Regions from separate parts of the Gossypium hirsutum genome. Here region 2 is linked to region 1. Evidence: chromatin contacts called from public Hi-C data. All regions are on one chromosome and are shown on one strand. The core of a region is the stretch at or near the end of the contact, and the rest is flanking DNA. Distances in the headings are between cores, read along the strand shown. Region 1 holds the start of LOC107951051 (WD repeat-containing protein PCN). Region 2 holds the start of LOC107950999 (40S ribosomal protein S4-like).

Region 1 (5,222 bases), core at 1,201-3,700:
ACCCTGTTTTGACTTGGAGCTGCTGCCAAGGCATTCACATCACCTTTGTGGTTAGAATGTGCCTGGAGAAGAGTTCCATTATCACCACTCCAGAATTGAACAGAGCCAGTGCTGTCTGCACTAACAACAGTCCCACACCTGAACTTAACAATAATCCAATCATCAAAAGGAAGAACATTAATCTTTAGACTATAGCAACCACCACCGACATTTTAACCTATTAAGCATCTGTGCACCTGCATGTCTCTGTGGACGAAGAAATTTCTAACTGTACCTCAAAGAAAGTAATGACCATATGCAAAGCTCAGGCCCACTCCCCAAACCTCCAAGGGCAACAGTACTTCTGAATATTTCACGACCCAAATCGACATTCCAGCATCTAATCAACCTGCAAGGTGGTTAGTGCACAGTAGACAAGATTAAATTGGGTAAAAGAAGTGTAAAAACTCTGTAAAGCATCATCAGCTAACAAGAAGTCCAGTGAAATTGAATTAATGATATAATATCCATCGAAAAAGAAATAAATCATAAAAGCATTAATGGAAATATCACAGGTACAGCATGCTTTAACATTTTTGCTATCACGTATCATATGGTATTAACTTTAATGACAAACTTACCCATCATTACTCGGTGAAGACATCCTATTTGAGTCATAGTTCCATCTTATAGGATGAAATTAATTATACAAGCATGCATGGAAATACCACAAGTACAGTATGCAGACATAATATGGTATTCACTTTAACGACAAAACTACACATCAATTTTCCTAGAATATATCCTATTTGATTCATGGCTCCAGGCACTTAGAGCACATTGCAGGTGAAATTAACGACAGAAGCATGTAAAGAAATATCAAAAGTACAGGAAGCATCACCAGTTTTGTTCTCTAATAAATTATAATATATAACTTACCCATCACTACTCCCTGAATAAATCCTATTTGAGTCATGGCTCCATGTCACACTTAGAGCACGCCCTGCAAATAGATTAGCACCAAGAAGCTCAGAGTAAAGCTAAAATTAAAACGTTAACCTAGCAAGAATAGTTTCTCAGGGGTAGATATCTCACCACTGACCCGAGGCAACGATTTATGGTATATGAATTTATCCAAATTAGAAATAGTATATATCCGCACAGCTCCATCATCACAGGCAATTGCCACACGTCTATCATCTGTAACTAGTTTCTGATGAACTTGCTCCGAATCTGAAGCATCATCACTTTGATAGTTTTCTGCATCATCACTGTCATTATATTCATATTTATCATTCAAAAATCCATTTCCAGAATGCCAGCAACTAGGCTCCACAGGAGCTGGTAGCTTAATAATGGGTGCCACAGCCATCTGCCAGATTGAAACTCCAATAGACTCTAGCACAATCTGCATAATGGTTTAATCGCACAAAATAAACAATCAATAAAAGATGCCTTCTACCCAAAATTTTATGTACATTAGAATGAAGTTAAAGGCAAAAAAGAAAAAAAATGAGGGGATTCTATCAACAGAATCTATGCCACCATATATTATCAATCTCAGAAGGTGGAAATACCTCAAAAAAAAAAAAGGAAAATAAACAATTAAGACTTACCCCAAAAAGGGAGAAAACAAAGAAAAAAAGGAAGCCTGCGCCTAATATGAAAATAAGAGGAACGGGCCTCAGGTTAGCACTATTCCCATGATTCGATAAAATCACAAGAAACCAATAAAAATGAGTATCCATTGAAGTTGGAGAGGCAGGAATCAAATTGACAACTACTTGTTGGCTTGAATCATTAGGTTAAAAAAGCAGGGCGTACAATAAATGGCAAAAGCGACAAAAAGGAAATGAAAATAACCTTCTGTTTCAAGTTGAAAAGATCCCATTCTGAGACCGAGCCATCAATACTTGAGGAGAACAACCTGCCAGAAGACAGGCCTTCTGAACCAACACAACACCACACAAGAGACGATACTCGGCAAGTAGAATCCCCGTGAATAGTCTACACAAAGTAACCAACAAATTAAACTAAAACTAATATATGTATATACATATACACACAAATAACATGAAGCATAAAACTCCGGATACCAGCTGGTGGTGCCAGCCAACAGAACCAGCGGAGACAAGCCAAATCTCGAGCGATCCGTCCTCTCGAGCCGCTGCAAGCTGAGAGTCGTCGGCGCTGGTCGCAAGGGCAACCACCGGAGAGGGCTTCCAGTCAACTGAGCTGGTTCGATAAGGTTTGAGGAGCATTGGGGATGGGGCGGCTACAGAATGAAAAATCCACAAACTTTAAAAGCCAATTTGACAGCAATTGAGAGATACGCATTAGACAGAAAGAAGCAGAGAAGACGACGCAGTTGCTTTATTCACCATCCTTAGGTTTTTGTTTTGAGGGTTTAAACTTTACAAAGCGTATAGCCAAGCAGACTCGCTCAACCCACAGGTCTCTCGATTTGGGTTCTCTTCGACCGCCCTTTATTTTAACCTCTAAGTGCTTCTACTTTTTCCATTTGAAATTTAGTTTTTTGTTTTTCATTTTCAAAATTTTAATTCCTTAATATTTTTATTTAAAAATTTAAATTTAAATTTGATTTTTTCTTATATTTAAGTTTATATATAGGATTGTGAAACTTTCTTTAGAATTTTTCAAATTTATCATATGTTTGTGTTGTTCCAAATATTTATGAGTTTGAAAATAATCAAAAAGATTAATTGGTTAAAATTTGAAGACATTAGACATTTATTTAATTTAATACGAAAGCTTGAACACCTTTTTAGAGGATATTTTGTGTTAAGCCTACTTTTCCGTAACATCTAACTCTTTAACATAAAGATGTTTTATGTGATCAAATTTATTGCATTAGATATCATGAAAATGTTTAATTTTAGAACATTTTAAAAATTCCATTGCACTACATTTTCACTTTTTCTAAAAAAAATTTACAATTGGTATTATAGCATATGTCGTACTTTATCTAATTACATAAATTGGTTATTGAATTGTATTCTCCCTTCTTGTGTATGGATTCAATTGATAGAGAATAACATTATAAGATATTTTCGATGTTATTAAAAAATTTATGAATGGATGAATGCATGTTTAGATTAAATTTTGATTTTAGCATGTTTTTTTTATGTGTTGTTGTTACAACCCGTTTTCAGTGGTATCGAAAATAATAGCTTTGAGACACAATTTCAACCAATGAGTCAGTAAAAATTATTTATTTAATATTTAAAAGGTTTTCGTGTTAAAATTTGGTTTGGTAATTTTAACGTTTGGATAGTTAATTAAAGAAAAAGAACTAAATCGTAAAAGCTATAAAAGTTAATCTCCATTAGTTTATGTGTTAAATGGTTACAAAAAACATGAATTGAGGGCTTTAAAAGGAAATTTAACCATGATAGATTATAGTGGACGTTTAATGCATATGTTGCATTGAAATTTTAAGTTAGTTGTAAGGGTAAATTAGTAATTAAATAATTACTTAACATAAACAAAAGATGAAATAAGCTATCATCTTCTTCTTTTCGCTTGGTAAAACCGAATTCTCTATTGTTAAAGAACACTATGGTTCGTCCAAGCTCATTGCATCACATGTAAGTTATTTTCTCACTTGTTTTTTTATGATTTTTATATTTTTAAGATCATTGCAGCTTAATCTAGCTAACCTAGGGACTATTTTGTAAAACTAATAAAGGTTTTGAAACTTCATTAATAATTTTTAGATGTTCTTGAAGTTAAATGATAGGTTTATAAGCTCAATTGTTAAATAGGACTATAGGTTTATAAGCTCAATTGTTAAATAGGACTATTTTGTAAAGTGAATTTGGTTAGCTTTAAGTTTAAGGGCGAAAATGATAAAATAATGAAGTTAGCGAAAAAATTTTATAAAATGTCATTAATTGTGGGATGTAAGAGAGTTAAGGAGAATTCGACTAACATGTTTTGGGTTTAATTATGATAAATGTGTAAGTTTCGATTTTAAGGACTAAATTGAATACAAGGTAAAATTTTAGGGTAAAAATGTACAATGTTATTAAAAGGTCAAATGCATGTATCTAAATATTTTAAGGTATTTGAAATGGTTAATTGGATTAAATTATTATATAGATCAAGAAATAGACCAACCGGTTAATAGTCGTTGAAAGGGGAAAATTACGAAATAGTCCTTAGTGTGGTGTTTATTGTTGTCTCGTTTAGGTAAGTTTGCATTAGGTTTGTTTTATTTATTAATTGCTTAAGTTCATATTATGCATGTGTATATATGTATATGTTGATATGATTGATTGAGAAAAGAATTGAAAGTGGAAATAATTGTAAAGTATGACAATTGTACGTGTTTGAATTGAATTATATTATCATATGAAATGTATATGATCATGTTGAACATGGTACTATGATGTAAAGATGGAAAGAGTATGGGGATTGAATTGAAGCCCGTGTGAGCTTAGTGATTGATTAGGATACGATTGATATGTTATTAGGGTTTATCAGGCACTATGTGTCAGTGATTACATTTATCAAGTACTTTGTACCAGTGTTACAGTTATCAAGCACTCTGTGTCGGTGTTATATTTATCAGGTACTATGTACTGGTGGTAGATACTATACTGATGGATAGAATCTAGCATTTTTTGCGGATTTTCGACAACTTGTGTGAATAGCATCGAGTAATCGTTAATGTCCCGATTGTCAGCTTGTGTGAGCAAAGTTATCCTGAGTATCCAAAGTTAATTTACTAAAGTTTTTTGGGCAAAACTATTGGGAAATGTTCCCATATTGTAGTAAACATGTAACTGTTTTCTAGTTATTTGAATGATGAATAAATAAATAAAGTTAATTTAACATTTCGCTATTATATCTTTTATATATATGTCTTTTATATGTTGCATGCATAGCAAAATTGTGACAAGCAAATATTAGCTCATTGATTGTATAAGTTCAAACAGAAGATAAGTGGCATTGTAAAGAATGTTTACATTGTGAGAAAGACAACTTTCTTCAATAAATAATCTAAATGAGTCTGTGATCCCATAAAAATCAAAGTGAGCATTGGATTCAAATACTAAGAATGATTATTACGTCATATACAATTCCAATTGGGGAGATGGCTAGTCTTGGCTATCGGAGTAGTTGACTCCACAAGTACAGATATAGATGTATTCATTGGTAGAATGATACTTTGGACTTGTAACACCCCTAACCCCTATCTGACGCCGTATTAGAGTTAC
Region 2 (5,658 bases), core at 662-3,161, 390 kb after region 1:
AAATGATTTTAGGATTATTTTAAAGCCTTCAATTTGATTTTTAAGATGATTTTATCTTCTTCCTCACTATTTTTCATCACTCTAGTAGAAACCCAATTCTAGATTTTAAAAAATCCAAAATTGAGAATTTCAATATCAAAATTGTTAGGGTTTTTGACCTGTTCATTTCATGTTCTATTAGAACAAGAACGAATTTTCCACTTGTGTCGTCAGTTGTTTCGGCCTCATGGGAGTTTAACCTTTTTTTTTCTACTAAGGAATGGTATATTTGACAAAATAACAGTTAGAGTTCGACTAAGACTCTCCAACTCTTTAATTGGTCATATTAAAGAGATTAAAGTGAAGACAATATTGATCATTATATCTTGAAAGAGTTTTGAAGCAATTGGTAGACTAATTTAGAAAGACATTTATTTAGTAAATTTTCAAAATAATTTTAGGTTTTAAATTGTAGTTTAAAGCTTATCAAACTCTGTTCAATAGACTCTTGTATCAGTCTATAAATAGGTTGCTTGTGGAGCTACTTATGGTACAGCTTTTTAATGTCTTTTTTGGCAGCTTTGTTGTGTTCTTGTGGTTATTTTGTGACACTTTTCTAGGCATTATTTGGAGAGGTTTTTTTATTATATTGTGAGGTATTTGAGTGAGTGATTATTGACAATTTGGAGTCTGTGTTAGGGCCATAATTACTTTTTTGTGTAAGGGTAGATTGGGCTTAAGCAAATAGATGGTCCAGATGATTGTTGAATAAAAGTATTCATTGAGCAAGACTTCACAGACGTAGGATCGTTGTATTTGAATTGCATTAACAAACATTGCATGTTATCTCTCCTTAATTTTCTTATTGTGTTACTTGCATTTAACATTTTTGTTCATTTATGTTCTAACTGTGGCGGAACAAAACTGTTTTCTAAATGCAAACTAAAGGATTTTTTAAACCATTAACACTTGACACTAAAATATCAATCCAACTTAACATAAACCTTTAAGAACCACCTTCGACAAGATTATAGTCACCTCCAAAAAATCACCTATCAACAAAATAAATTTTCACATCTACAATAACTTTACTAATGCCACACAAAAAGTGTAAAAAATCATCGAACCAAGATCAAATAAAAGAAATAAAGGTGTGCATTTTTTCTCTAATTAATAAGTCAAAACTTGATTTGATGTATTTTCACTATGGCAGTTCAGTTCGGTCGAATTTTTTAGATTTTTTGAATTGTCCATCATATTTGGTTCAGCTTGGTTCGATTCTTAGTTTTTTATATTAATTTTTTGTTTTGATTTTTAGACGTGTTTTTGATAAAATGAGCTTTATTTTATGACTTTTGAATATTATTTGACAAAATTTCAAGATCTTTCACATAAGTATTTCTAAAAGCAATAATTTTTTAAGAACTTTTAAATTATTTTACTATTTTAAATATAAAATATTTATTTTTATATCATAAAAAATTAAAATTGTTATGTATTAAATAAAAATATAATTCAATTCGATTTTAGGTAACTATAATTTTTAAACTTACATTCCATAAATTAATAAAATATTTCAATTTAGGTCTATTTTCAATTTGATCAATTTTTTTTGCTGAGCCCTAATTCTCACTTGATTTCAAAGGTATTCTTCATTTGAAACCATGATCTAATAGATGAAGGCCTTAAAGCCGTAAATTTTCTTACACTTTCTTAGATTCCTAAAACAATTTACTCCTAGGGTTTTTATCGAGAGAAGTTAAGTAACAATGGTGAAGAATGAAAAAAAAATTTATGAAAGTAAAGGTTGAGACAATTTAAGCAACTAAATATTAATTTAGTTACCATTTATCATAAAAAAATTTAGTGCCTAAATGTAAAAATATTTTTGAGCATTAATATTTTTAATCTAATCTAAAATGAAAAAAAAAAGGGATAAAAAGGAGTTGGGTCTCAATCCGGCCCGCTCATTCATGTCTAATAAAACCCTAAATTACCGCAATAAATAGGTAAAACAAAATTAGGGTTTTAATTTCCTACTGCTGGCATCTTCCTAAAGAACGCTGAAGGCTCTCAGCGGAAACAGCTTCTTCCAGACCAACCGAAATGGTCAGTTTCTTTAATATCAGTCAGTTGAATCACTGTATGCTTTTAACGAGTTTTTTTTTTTTAGCATTTCTATAGTGTAAGAAAATGAAAATTTCATAATGTTGATTTTAGCTGGTGGATGCAGTAACAATTTTATACTTTTAGATATTCCTTTTTGTCTGATGCAGAAATTGGAAGTTTAGTTTCTGAAATGGGTCTCAGATCGAATAGCTGCTTTTGATTGTGTTCTATAGTAGTTTCTAAATGGGGTGAAGTTTCATTATATATGCTTTATTCCAAGTTATTTCATGGTTTTGTTGTTTTATTTTCTGGACTCTCTGTTGTGTTTGATTTGGGCCAAGGTTTTTTTCTTTTTGTAACTATTCTGCTTTGAAGTCTATAGCATTGCGGTTTCCACTGAACTTTTTCTTTTTCCTTGTCTTTACAGGCTAGAGGGTTAAAGAAACATCTGAAGAGGCTCAATGCTCCAAGGCATTGGATGCTTGACAAGCTTGGCGGTGCATTTGTATGTTTTCATCATGAACCTTTTGACCTTTCACCAATTCAGTACTGCTGTCTTTTAATTTTGTTTTGAATCTTTGTTCATGCAGGCACCCAAGCCCTCATCTGGACCACACAAATCCAGAGAATGCTTGCCGCTCATTCTCATTCTGCAAAACAGATTAAAGTACGCTCTAACATATAGAGAAGTGATTGCCATTCTTATGCAAAGGCATGTTATGGTAGATGGGAAGGTTAGGACGGATAAAACATACCCTACTGGTTTCATGGGTATGTAGACTTTGCCTTTCTGGATCTATTGAAGTTTTTGTTTTCTCAAGTAACAAACTCATACAAGGTATAAATTCAGTTTCTTCGATTTCCACATGTTGAGACCCTACACTAAAATCAGTTTGTGCAAATTCTCCTGATGGAACACTATTTTCGTTATAGTTTTTTAAATATGTTAGTTAGGCTGGTTTATTTAGGCATTGTTCTTTGGCTTGTTTTCTAGAGTCACGTTGATGATTCCTCCTTCACGATTTTGACTCCTGTTTGTACCTTTTCCCTTTACCTTTGTCTCTTTGAATCTTAACCAGATGTTGTATCAATTCCAAAGACGAATGAGGACTTCCGCCTCCTTTATGACACAAAAGGTCGTTTTCGCCTTCATGCCATCACCGGTGATGAGACCAAGGTTTGTATCAATGGGACCACAATTTGTTGTATGTCCTGCTATGGTTGTCTAATATTGGTTAAGTTTCACTTCTAATCTGATCCTTTTGGCTTGGTTGTATTATCTGATTGGCTTTGTTCCATTGGAATCGTACTTTTCAGTTTAAGCTCTGTAAAGTTCGGTCTGTCCAATTTGGTCAAAAGAGTATCCCCTACCTTAATACGTATGATGGACGCACCATCCGCTACCCAGATCCACTGATCAAGGCTAACGATACCATCAAGCTTGACCTAGAGAGCAACAAAATTGTAGATTTCATTAAGTTTGATGTTGGGAATGTTGTCATGGTCACTGGAGGAAGAAACAGAGGGCGTGTTGGAGTGATTAAGAAACGTGAGAAGCATAAGGGTAGCTTCGAGACAATCCACATCCAAGATGCTGCTGGACACGAATTTGCTACTCGTTTAGGCAATGTCTTCACAATTGGTAAAGGAACGAAGCCATGGGTGTCACTTCCAAAGGGCAAGGGTATCAAGTTGTCCATCATTGAGGAAGCCAGGAAGAGGCTTGCGGCCCAAGCTACTGTCTAAATTTTATGATTAAAGATATAATATCTGGAATTGTTTTTTGTCAAATGAATTAATCTGTTTGGTGGTCCTTTGTGTTTGCTTTTGTAGGATTTATGTTTTGTTTTTACTCATGACTACAGTTTTGGACCAATCGTTATATTATTTTTTAAATTAAAGTTAATTTCATTTTGAAATACAGAAATAGGTTGGATTTGAAATTTTTAGTCATTTTTAGTCCTAAGTATATCGAAAATGCAATTATGTATTTAGTGATTCAATTTGGGGGATTTTACCCAGTCCTTTAAATAATATAATTATGGAAATGGGCCGTTTATTGCATTATTTATCAGATTAGGCCGTTTTTAACAAAAACGCGTTCACGTAAGCGCGATTTAATGTTCACGTTAGCAAAACGCTCTTCGAGGGGAGCGTTTTGCCCATCTAACGGTCAAATTTTTGCCCGTTGGTTTCCAACGGTCCAAAAAAAAAACACTATAAAACTCCTCCAAATTATTTTTTCACATAAATCTCTTACAATTTCTATAATTCTCTCAAAATTCCTTTCCCTTTAATTATTTTTCACATAATTCTCTCATAATTTTCAACATTCTTTCAATATTCCCTTCAAAAATCTATCAAATTTCATTGAAATTTTTTCAAAATTCTATCAAAATTCTATCAAAATTCTTTGTTTAAAATTTTTTTGAATTTAATTTTTTTTAAATTAAAAAAATCCGATTATGTTAGCAATGGCTGGAGAATTAATCTTTCTCGATAATAAGCACGTCTCCGTTGATCAAATGACAATGGTAAGTGATAATTTTAAATTTTCAATACTATTCGATATTTTTTTAATTTATGCAAATTTAATTAAATTTGCAATACTATTTGATATTTTATTCATTTATGCAATTATAATTACAATTTCAATACCGCTTATTTTTTTTTCATTTATGATGTTTGCATTAATTAATTTATGCAATTTTAATTAATTTTTGTTTTATAAATTTTTATAATAGTCTGTAGATCGGGTGTTGCAATGCTACATCCGTAATATGTTTGGTCCTCCATCGCCGTTGATTGAGAATTACTTGTGAGAAGCGGGATTTTGGCACGTGGCCACGATAGGCCGGGGGTGCAAGTTGAACCTGAGACATACACTTTTCATCTTCCATGCGGAGAGTGTACTATCACTCTGGAAGATGTGCATTTGCAATTGGAATTGTCAATGGATGGGTACGCAGTCACCGGGTTCGCATCATCTACTGATTGGGGAGCCGTATGCTACGAGCTTTTGGGTGCTATACCGAATAATATTAACGGAGGTCGGATCGAGATGGGATGGTTACGAGACACATTCCCGGAGCCAGATAATAATTCGACTGAACTCAAAAGAATACGATATGCTCGGGCATATATTCTTGAGATGATTGGAGGTTATTTGATGCCGGACTTGTCACGAAACCTCGTACATCTGAGATGGCTGCTGAAACTTGTAGATTTTAGAGCAGCCGACGAATTGGGTTGGGGGTTTGCCTTGTTGGCAACATTGTGCAAGGAAATGTGCGGGACGACGCAACCAAACAAAGCCAAAATAAGAGGTTGTCTATCACTACTGCAATCATGGGCACAGTTTCGCTTTCCATTTTTACGTCCTCGAGTGGACCACCCATATACATTTCCACTCATAACAAGGTAAGTTTTATATTAGATTTTACAATTATTACGTAGATTTAGAATATAATTGTATGCTAAAAATTTATTTAATTAGGTAGAAGCATTCGGCGAGTTATGTCGGAATACATACCTCTCTCGAAGATATACGGCTTCTGTTAGACCGACGAT

Evidence for each region. Hi-C and Micro-C count contacts between places; a contact is called where the count stands out from the background.
Region 2: a Hi-C map of leaf shows a contact between it and region 1, with 2.2 times the contacts expected there. The contact joins the promoter of LOC107950999 here to the promoter of LOC107951051 in region 1. A contact is called at or near these places in 3 of 34 Hi-C or Micro-C datasets (leaf and seedling).

What each region holds. Positions count from the first base shown.
Region 1 is chrA02:25,417,530-25,422,751 of Gossypium_hirsutum_v2.1, forward strand. LOC107951051 (WD repeat-containing protein PCN) reads right to left here and starts at 2,451. Exons shown (of 11, transcript XM_016885944.2): 1 at 2,076-2,451; 2 at 1,843-1,986; 3 at 1,075-1,387; 4 at 919-982; 5 at 275-388; 6 at 1-138. The coding sequence starts at 2,240.
Region 2 is chrA02:25,808,201-25,813,858 of Gossypium_hirsutum_v2.1, forward strand. It overlaps LOC107950999 (40S ribosomal protein S4-like), which reads left to right and starts at 1,912. Exons shown (of 5, transcript XM_016885869.2): 1 at 1,912-2,088; 2 at 2,516-2,593; 3 at 2,679-2,859; 4 at 3,168-3,265; 5 at 3,406-4,031. The coding sequence starts at 2,086. The coding sequence ends at 3,834.